Regions from separate parts of the Mus musculus genome. Here region 1 is linked to region 2. The links are chromatin contacts, called in public targeted proximity ligation maps. All regions are on one chromosome and are shown on one strand. The core of a region is the stretch at or near the end of the contact, and the rest is flanking DNA. Distances in the headings are between cores, read along the strand shown. Region 1 has its middle 99 kb from the start of Gm52397. Region 2 has its middle 74 kb from the start of Cyp26a1.

Region 1 (4,907 bases), core at 706-3,205, 110 kb after region 2:
TGCCGTTCCGCTTGGTTTCTACGGATGGCTTTCAATTTGTGAGCCCCTGGAGAAATCCTGGATTCTTATCTCTAAATCTTGTTCTCCTTATCTACAAAGCTCTCACTGTGTGCATGGGAAAAGGGGAGGGGCAAAGATTGTAAAAACCTGAACCCCACCCCTACCCTCCACTCCAGTGTGAAGTACATGGATCATGAACTGTAGCTCTGAGAGGTGTCTCAGCTGAAAGACATCTCAGGTCATCTGACCTGATAGACTAGGAAAAGGAGACTCAGACAGGTCACAGGTTAAGACAGATGATGGAGTCCCAGTGCTGGTCGTGAAGTGTGGGACTCTGATCAAAGCGACCTGTGTGCAGAAGTGCAGGATTGATTCCAGAACCTTAGAGGTCCCCAGTCAGGCTGGCATTGGGCACAGAATGGTGTGTGCATGCGTGCATGCATGAGTGCATGTGTGCATGTATGTGTGCGTTAGAATTTTTAGGGAGGTGATTGGCCAGCTAAGCATGCTGGCTGCCTGTGAAGACACTGACCATTCATTTGCAGTTCATCTGAACACTAGGGACTGGCTTCCCTCCCTGGAGCATGGCAATCGCAGAGCCAATGTGGTTTCCAGCCTCTAAGCTCAGAGTTAAGTCTGTGTGAGGACAAGTTTCACTATTCACCTCTGTAATTGGTGCCTGTATGGGGCCCAGGGGAAGCCAGGAGGTTGACAAATGAGGTTCGAACCCCACTCTTTTCTTTTGCTCCAAAGATCCCTCATCTATGCTGACTGTAGTGTCTCTTTCACCAAAGATGCTGTGTCTACATCAGCACCAGTCTGTCCAACACTTTCATCACAGGCCAGGTATGACAGTGTACACAGACTCACCTCTCTATAGAGCCTTTGAGTGCCCTCCCCAACTCTACGAGAACGTCTAGGGACTAAGAGGGACTGAGAAGATGCACTTCCCTCTGTACCCCACTAGCGCCCATCTGGTTGGGCATTTCAGAGGGAAGACAGCCATTCTTTGCAGCTCCAAGGTGCATCCAACTTCAGGTGTGGTGGCCCTGGGGACGGGAGACAGGTCACGGCTTGCCCTAGTGTTTTGGGTGCTCACTGCCAGCAGGAGAAACCTTCTGCGTGGAAATTACTTTAATTTGCAGTTGACAAAAGGCAAATTGCTGACATTTTTCTGCTAGGAGCCTGGAATGTAACCTTGCACTACTGCCCCAGACATTCCAGGTGGCAACTTCCATTAGCCGGCCCAGATTTTTAACTTCAAACAGGCTATAGAAAAAAGAAAGAAAGAAAGAAAGAAAGAAAGAGAGAGAGAGAGAGAGAGAGAGGGAGGGAGGGAGGGAGGGAGGGAGGGAGGGAGGGAGGGAGGGAGGGAGGGAGGGAGAGAGAGAGAGAGAGAGAGAGAGAGAGAGAGAGAGAGAGAGAGAGAGAGAGAAAGAAAGAAAGAAAGAAAGAAAGAAAGAAAGAAAGAAAGAAAGAAAGAAAGAAGAACTTAAGTCGTTTTACAGGTGGGCAAACCCACAGTCTTGATTTAACTCCACGAGTTCTCTCCCTTTGAACTCTACTGTTCTGGGCAGCTTAGAGAGCAGAGTCCTTGTGGGCATCCCATCCTGGGGTAGGGTTCTAGCCTTCATTGTGCTCCGCAGCAGTTGCAGTCTGCAGGACGGTGATTTTTAACTGGATGGAAGACCCTTCTGGTTTGGTAGACTGTGTGTAAACTGACTGCGAGGCCACGGAAACAGAGACCTGCTGCACCTCTCTGCAGGAAGCGTAGGATTCAGCAGGATCCCAGGTTCCTTCACGAGTGAATACTTGAATGAATGGGTGGTTTCCCGTTTTTTCTCAAGACCGGAGCATTTTTGTCTGTCTAGTCGTAAACTTCCAGAGCATTCCAGAAGAAAGGGCATCCTTTAGATGCGGTGGTGCTGGTCACCTTCCACTTAAAATATGTCCCAGAGATGCCTGTCTTGGGTGGGGTTCCGGGGAATGCAGACTGAATGGAATGCCTTTTGTGCCAACTGGGAACCTGAGGATGCTGCTGCCATCTTGTGGACAGTATTTGAAATACACGTCTATGTCTTCCCAAGATTCTGGCCCGTTCTACAATGGAATATTTTCCTTTGGAAAGCATTAGGCTGTGTTTCCAGAGCCACCCTTAACTGATTTCTGTTCTCCTGCGGAAGTAACAAAAATGATCGCGATATCAATAAATATATTTATTGGGTTTAAAAAAGTTTAATAAGACCAAGATCTGACGCCCAACTCTCTGCTTTGCCCTAACTCTTGGCCGTTTATGCTACACTTTACCTTGCTGCGTCTTTTTCTTCTTCCGCTGGTGTGGCAGTGCATTTGTACCCAGGATCACATTGTGTCTCAGCTATCTGCTTCCCCAATGGCAGGGACCTGAGAACTGATCAAAGTGTTGGGGGTACAGATTTTTAAAATTAAATCATTCGTTTATGTTTCGGGGTGCGGTGTGAAACTAGGACTTCACACTTGTCAAGGACACACACATTCAACAATTGGGCAACATCCTTGACCTCTGACTACAGAGATTTTTTTTTGACCCCTGTGCACCCATTATGTATTACATTTGGTTTGGAAACACTGTGTGTGTGTGTGTGTGTGTGTGTGTGTGTGTGTGTGTGTGTGTGTGTGTACAAATCCACAGGAGAGGTATGCAGTATGTTCCTGGAGTATATTCTTTGTTTTTTGTTTTGTTTCATTTTGAGACAGGGTCTCACTGTATAGCCCTGTCTGGTCTGGAAATTGTAACGTAGACCAGGTTGGTCTCAAACTCACAAAGATCCGCTGCCTTGCCTCGAATTGGGTTAAAGGCATAGACCACCACATTTAGTTCTTCCGAAATATATTCTAATTGAAGATTGATGTAGATTTTTAATGGGGTGCTTAGCAACCCCATTAGTTACTTGTAAGTTCATTTTTACATGGATCAGTGTCCCCAGGACTGCCCAGGTGAGCTGTAACCATTATTTAAACGGTTGCTTTGTTATTTTTAATTACATGTACACGTCTCTGTGTGGGTCTAGGCACTCTGCTGGTGCCCAAGATCCCAGAGATATCAGATGTTCCTGCAGCTGGAGTCACACGTGGTCATGAGTCAGATAATGTGGGGGCTGGGAACGCAACTCAGGTCCTCTGGAAGAATAATACGTGTGCTTAACCACTGAGCCATCTCTCCAGTCTGAGCTGTTACGGTTATTAAATTCATATCTGCACCCCATTTTGGAGCTCTTGACACAGGGTTGCTCTTGCGGGAAGCCATTTGAATGCACCTGGAGGTGGGAGGGTGGAACAGCAGCCCACAGATGTGGGCACTCAACCAGTCGTACATATACCACAGTCTGTATTTTGAGCTGAACCACCCAAGTGCAGCCTCTAGGTTTAAAGAAGACTTTTGAGCAGTTTTTTTTTCTTCATTGTACTAAATGGAGTCCAAAGGTTCACTTTTTAAAAGCCTTTGTGGTAGAATACAAAACTTAGAATACATTTATAAAAAAAAGACATTGAAACGCTTTAGACCTGCAGGTCCATCCTTTGTGGGTATAAATGTGTCCCTATGTATTAGTGCATTTGAAGGGACCACTTCCTACGCGACCATTTTCCAAGTGCTGTCTCTAGTGAGACCAGTGTCTGTACAGAGGAGGCTGGGGCCTCTCTGAGGCCAGCCCCAGATCACATCCCAATCTGTATACAAGCCTCATGGGGACTTCTGCAACCCCCAGCCACTTGACCTTGAGGCTAGACCTTCCTGGAGAGTGTGGCTTCGTTCTCTGCCGTACCCTCCTCACCCTTTAAAGGCCTGATGGAAATGAACGTTACCTTGGGAAGAATGTAGAAGATAGGCTTTTCATCAGAGGAACACACCGCAGGCGGATCAGCAAAACCCTTTGAGGAATTATTTGCTAGGATTATGCTTCTTGTTAATAAGAAGCCCTTCTGTCCTGTACCAGTAATAAACATACCAGCCAGCCTTGAACTCAGCAACTATAGGAACCATATTGAAATTTTGAGAAAAAATTTTATTTTAGTGTGTACATTGATGGGGGTGGTGGTGGAGGTAATGCCGGCCTGTGTGCCCCCACGTGGAGGACAGAGTTGGACATCAGGTGTCTCTGCATCCCATCACTCTCTATTTTAGATTTTGAGACCACTTCTCTCACTAGATGTTATAAGTCACTTTAAAGACTTAAATCTGAAGGATTGCATCAGACTGTACCCACCGACAGCCACTTCTCCCCTCTTGTCTATTTTACTGTTGATTCTGTCCTGCCCTTTTCCTCTGTGCAAGCTAAGCAAAAGAAAGCCCTCCCCCCCTATAAAAGGAGTGTGCAATTTAATTTTTATTTTAAAATAAAATGTGTTGTTTTAATAATTGGTGAGACAATGAGACGAGTGTGCAAATCTTAGTATCGTGGCTAGAGATACTTTCAGGGCATTTAAAGGACACTGAAGTGTTCTCTATGGGGGGTTGTTGAGGAATCACATTTTTTTTTAAGTGAAAGAAGGCTACATGCTTCTTTCTGAAAGATGTTAAAGGATTTCTTTGCTTGTCCAGATGAAGAAGGGAGACTCCAGATGCCACGGAAGACCCTCAAAGCAGACCTGTGGGTTTCTCTGCTTTCTAAGATGCATCTTATATCGCTGAGGTCCAGAAATCAGGATGCGGGGAAGGAAGGACTCTCGGGGATGGAGGAGGCTAAGGGGAGAGCACTGGGTCTGGTTGGAGGGTTCCTGACTCTGCTGGGAGCTCTGTGCTCACAATTCCCAGGAAGCGACTGACTGGCAGCTTGTCTTTAGGGTTTTCCATGTGTCCCTGCCCATTGGCTTGGGCGTTTCCCTTCTGGAGATTTGATATCTTAAAGAATGGATGAGAATGTCATTCA
Region 2 (4,903 bases), core at 1,055-3,554:
CAGAGATGAAGACATAGCATCTGTTTTTAACTGGCAAGGGGCTCATACCTGTAAGCTCAGAATTTGAGAGATTAAGGCAAACAGATGAGGATTCCAGGTCCAAACTTGGCTTATTGAGTGAGTTTGAGGTCAGCCTGCAATACAGAAAACTCTGTCTCAAGAATAAGACAAACCACAAAACATGGGGACAGTTTTGGGGGACCCTTATTTGACCTTTCATAGTAATTCAACGCAGAACAGCCTTCTTTGCGATATCTTCCTCGACTATATTTTAGAAAATTCCCTTGGACCGGAATACCAAGAGAAGATTTGAGTGGGGAGACCATTAGCAACCTCAAGGTCTAGTCTCGGCATCTCAGCAGGAGGCTGTGCAGGGGCAGCTGGACCATGGCGCTGTGTAGCCACCACCTCCCTGTGATCCGTTCTCTAGGCATGCATTCTCACCTCCCTTTCTCTCAGTTTTGACCTGACGTTGACCTTCCTCCAGATCTGTTGAAAGAGGCTTTATATCCAACCCACTGTGGTTTGTGGAGGCATTCACTAAAGGAAGTAAAGAGAAAACTCTACCCACAGGACAGTGCTGGCTTTATCTGCCTCCAGGTTACAATGATTTTTTTTCCCCCACTGAGGGAACTATCCTTTTCTGACCATTAGATGCCCTGGCTAAGCCTGGCTTCGTATCTGTAGACAAAGGTGGCTGGGTCATGCCAGAATGCCCTCTGACTCTGTCTTGCTGTCTCCAGATACTTATTGTGTATCTGGGAGAGATACAAGAGTGGACACCTTTGCTAGGAGGCCAAGTTCCTCAGATAGAAACACTGAGACATAGAAGATCCTTACAAAGTGATTTATTTGAGGGATTCTTAGGAAAAACCTGAAGGGATACGGAATGGGATGAGGAAGGAGGATTATGATGAAGGAAGACCTATCAAGTGCAGTCCCAATGGGTAACATTGAATCAGTCCCCCAGGGGGACTCTGAGAATGTAGGTCATAGCTTACGTTGTCTTGATCAGGGACAACCGTCATTGCTTAAGGACTGGCCTAAGAAAACATAAATTCCTAGTGAAACCTGGTGTGCCTGGAACCCAGAAGAGGAGACACTGAGAATCTGAGGGAAACCTGCCACTCAAAACTGTAAGTACGTCTGTGAATGGGGAGCCATTATGCTGGGAAATGAGGCAGAGACCTGAGAGGGTCTGGACAGGGCTCTGATGTTCTCCACGACATCCTGTGTTCAGGCATTTCCTCTCCTCATGTGACATAACCACCCCACCCAAGTCTGTCACTGTTAGTTTCATTCATAGTCAGGGCCCTGTACCACACATACCTGGCCTGTGGAGGGAGCTGGTCATGGCGTGCTTCAAAGGATATCAACTTTGGAACTCTGAGGGAGAATCCATTTTCTCTCAGTCATTTCATTTCCCAAGGATGATGTGTATATCTGTCTCCCAGAGATGTCAGGACCCCCAGCCTCTGCCTGTTCTGAGCACATTTGTCCTTGTCTAAGAACCCTGTGTTGTCTCAACCCACTCTCCGGAGTTTGACTTTACTCTTGATATTCTTGACATTCAGTAGAGGCTAGTCTGCAATTGAGGGTCACACAAAGCTTCTAGATCTCTCCTCCTGATACTCTACACATGGGAGTGTCCAACTTCTTAACACTGTTCCATGATGTCATCTACAAAGTGTATGGTGGAGAACTGTGCCATTGAGTTACAGAGTGAATTGGAAAGAAAAAATCTTACAATGTTTAAAGTGTCTGGCCACTTTCATAGTTCTTCTCAGCTTCATGAAGCCTACAGGTTGTGCATTTGCCATACCTATGCAGGTGCCACAGTCACTTTCTTGGGTATTCACAAAGGATGCTGCCCCTTTGAGTAATTCCAACGAAGACTTTCCAAACCACTTCATTTTTAAAAAATATATGCAATAATCTTTCCATTATTCTTGAACTGACATGTAGTAAGAATAGCAGCTGATATTTGAATAGTGTGTCATTCATTTTACAAGAGCTAGTTTACTTCACTCTTCCTCCCTCAATGACCCTACAAGCCAGAGACTATCATGATCTCCATTTCTCTGTTGAGGAAGGTGAGGCTCAGAGTTAGTTTACAGAGCTGAGACTTGAATCCAAGTCTGTTCTGGTTAAATAGAGCCCATGCTCTATATCATAATCCTGTTTCACCTGCTCCATTACAGCAAGAGAAAGAAGGGTCTCCTGCTCAGAGTTAAGGGCACAGAATAGGGATAGGTCTGGCAAGCAAGAGTGTTTCTTCAGAACTTGGGATTCCGATGGTGTTTAGTCACCCCATTTATTAGGTTCCTTACCCAAGAGTTAAGTAGAAAATGGATTCTTTCTCCCAAATCCCTTTCAGATGTGTTGGCCAGCAAGGCAAACTTCGTTGCCCCAAAGTGAGTTCCTGTGCAATCCGGTTGTACTTCAGTATACTTCTCTGGGAGAGGGGCTTAGACCCTTCACGTAGTGTTTTTTTAAAAAGCGCGTTCCTGGAAGCTACACCCAGTATCTGCTGCTTTTGTCTGTTTAGCCAGAACCATATCAAACGACAGCCCACCCTTAGCTGCAAAGAAGGCTGGGAAATAAAGTTTGCTTTGTTTGTTTGTTTGTTTGTTTTAAAGCATAGCTTTCCCAACAAAATCGTCATCTTATTAGGAAGCAGGGGATGATGGGTACTGAGTAGATAGCCAATACTGTCTGCTGCACCCCAGTCCAGTTCTCACTGTCTTAGGTAATGCAGTTCATGGACTATGATTTCAACTAACCTTGGGCCAATGCACTAAACTCTTCTATTTATCCTTTCAATGCGTTTGTGTGTCCCAGAGGTGTTAGGTATTTTGTAGACCTTGTCTTTTCCCTAAGTCCACTCCTTCTGTGTTTTGTGTCTTAGTGAGTGCCATCATTGACTGTCTAGTGATTCCAATCAGAGATACGCACGCCATCCTTCCTTATCCCTTAGCCTTCTCAGCTGATCACTTACCAAGTCTGTGCTTTCATTTCTCCTTTATTTGATCTCTTCTACCCAGCAGTGTATGCAAAGCACAATTCATCATGACCAAATAAGGGCTATACCAGGAATAAAAGATGATTCCATGATGGGGAATTCATTATTGTAACTCAGCATCTTTACAAATCGAAGGGAAGGTGCATGGGCTTACAGATGGAGAGATTCATTTAATAAAATTAACATGCTTTGCCTGTCTTTAGTTAAAGTAAAAAAAAAAAAAGAGTATGAATTAGTTTATTCCAAAGTTATTGGACCTGTACAGTGTAAACTATAAAATATCATTAAAAGAAATTAAAGAAAAACTAAATAACTGGAAAAACACCCTTTTTTTATGAGTTAGAAGACTAAATATTATCCAAGTGGTAGCTCCATCCCAGGAGAGCATTGACTTCAGCACCATCATTATCAAGACCCTTGATTTCAACTTCTTTTTTTTTTTCTTTCTTTCTTTCCAGAATTGGGAAAGTGGATCCTAAAATGTATGTGAAATGTCAAGGGTCTCTGAATAGTCGAGACAATTTGGAAGATGAACAGTTTAAGCTTCAAAACATGCTGGAAATCTACCGTGACCAAAACAGTGTGCTCTTGGGGTAAGGGCATAGCTTCAGAATGAGAAAAAAAACTGAGAGTTCTTTTTGTCACCTTCAGCTGCCATGAGAGAATAGCATAAAGTAGGTCGCTGGAGCATATTTCTAAAAGTTCTGAGACTAGAAGTCCAGGATCAAAGTGTTGCCTCCTGCTGTTCCTGGTGGAGGCTTGTCACCTGGCTCTGGGGTTGAAGAGGCTCTGCTTTTTTTTTTTTTTTTTTTTTTTTTTTTTTAATAAAGTGATAAATTCCATTACAAGGGCTCATGGCCTAATCCATCACTAATCACTGCCCCAAATCCCATTAAACACCATCACATTAATGATTCAGGCCTTAATATGTGATAAGAGGGCTCATAAATTTCAAGACTACAATAAGAGTCATGATATAAACCAGTCACCTCTGGCCAATTCATTTTTGGCAAAATGGCCAAGACCATTCTGTGGGAAAAATCATGTTTTGGACAAGTGGTATTGGCACAACTGGTAGCTACATTTAAAAAGATTCAGGCTATACACAAAATGGATCAAATACCGAAATATAAGAATAAAAGGCATAACTGAGAAAAGCCAATGTTGCATATTTTCTCTCATTTGTGGATGTTAGCTTTGAATATGCAGATATATATATTCATTTGGAATACTCATCGAGGTCAGGGAAATCATAAGGGACTATAGAGAAAAGAAGCCTTAAAGGGGGGGGGGGAGTTAGAATGTACTGGGATAAAGAATTAAAAGGAAGTAGTGGAACAGAAAGACCTTGTAAAAAGTCACATGGAAACTTCCTAACACACACAGGAACACTTCAAAAAAGTTAAAATAGAGTTACTTTGTAACAGGGTAACAGTGCCCTACCAGACACTATAGGCTACCAAATAAGAGACTCATCGTCAAGAATGGATTACCTCTTTTGGAGTTACTGTCCAGTGGGATCCTAGAGCCCCAACCCAAGCATTGCAGGCTATTGCTGATGCTACTGGCCTCCCTATAGAGCTTACTGTTAGACCATATTTGCTGAAGAAACTATATTCTTGAGTCACAGAACATGGGAAAACCAAGCTCGTTTTGACCTTCCTCTATAATATCTTTCATAGTGCTACAAGGTGCTGTGCACACTACCAGAGGGGATAATCACGCACTAATCGTACCCCATAGGGTTCACAGTGACTGGCCTGGAAGGATGTGCTCACAAATGCAACAGTGGCATGAGCATCACGGGAGTAGCCAACTACTGGTTGGATTTAAGTCATGCTGCTCACGTGGCACCATAATCTAGCCAGAACCCATGGAGGT

The links.
Region 1: a contact with region 2 is called in a targeted proximity ligation map of embryonic fibroblasts, with 10 read pairs. A contact is called at or near these places in 11 of 484 Hi-C or Micro-C datasets (bone marrow-derived macrophages, embryonic stem cells, liver and 5 more), 3 of 130 datasets of targeted methods (embryonic fibroblasts, embryonic stem cells and extraembryonic endoderm stem cells) and 2 of 9 other capture datasets (embryonic stem cells and pancreatic islet).

Annotation. Positions count from the first base shown.
Region 1 is chr19:37,884,951-37,889,857 of GRCm38.p6, forward strand. No RefSeq gene overlaps it. Among named protein-coding and RNA genes, the nearest start is that of Gm52397, 99 kb to the right of the region's middle.
Region 2 is chr19:37,769,842-37,774,744 of GRCm38.p6, forward strand. No RefSeq gene overlaps it. Among named protein-coding and RNA genes, the nearest start is that of Cyp26a1, 74 kb to the left of the region's middle.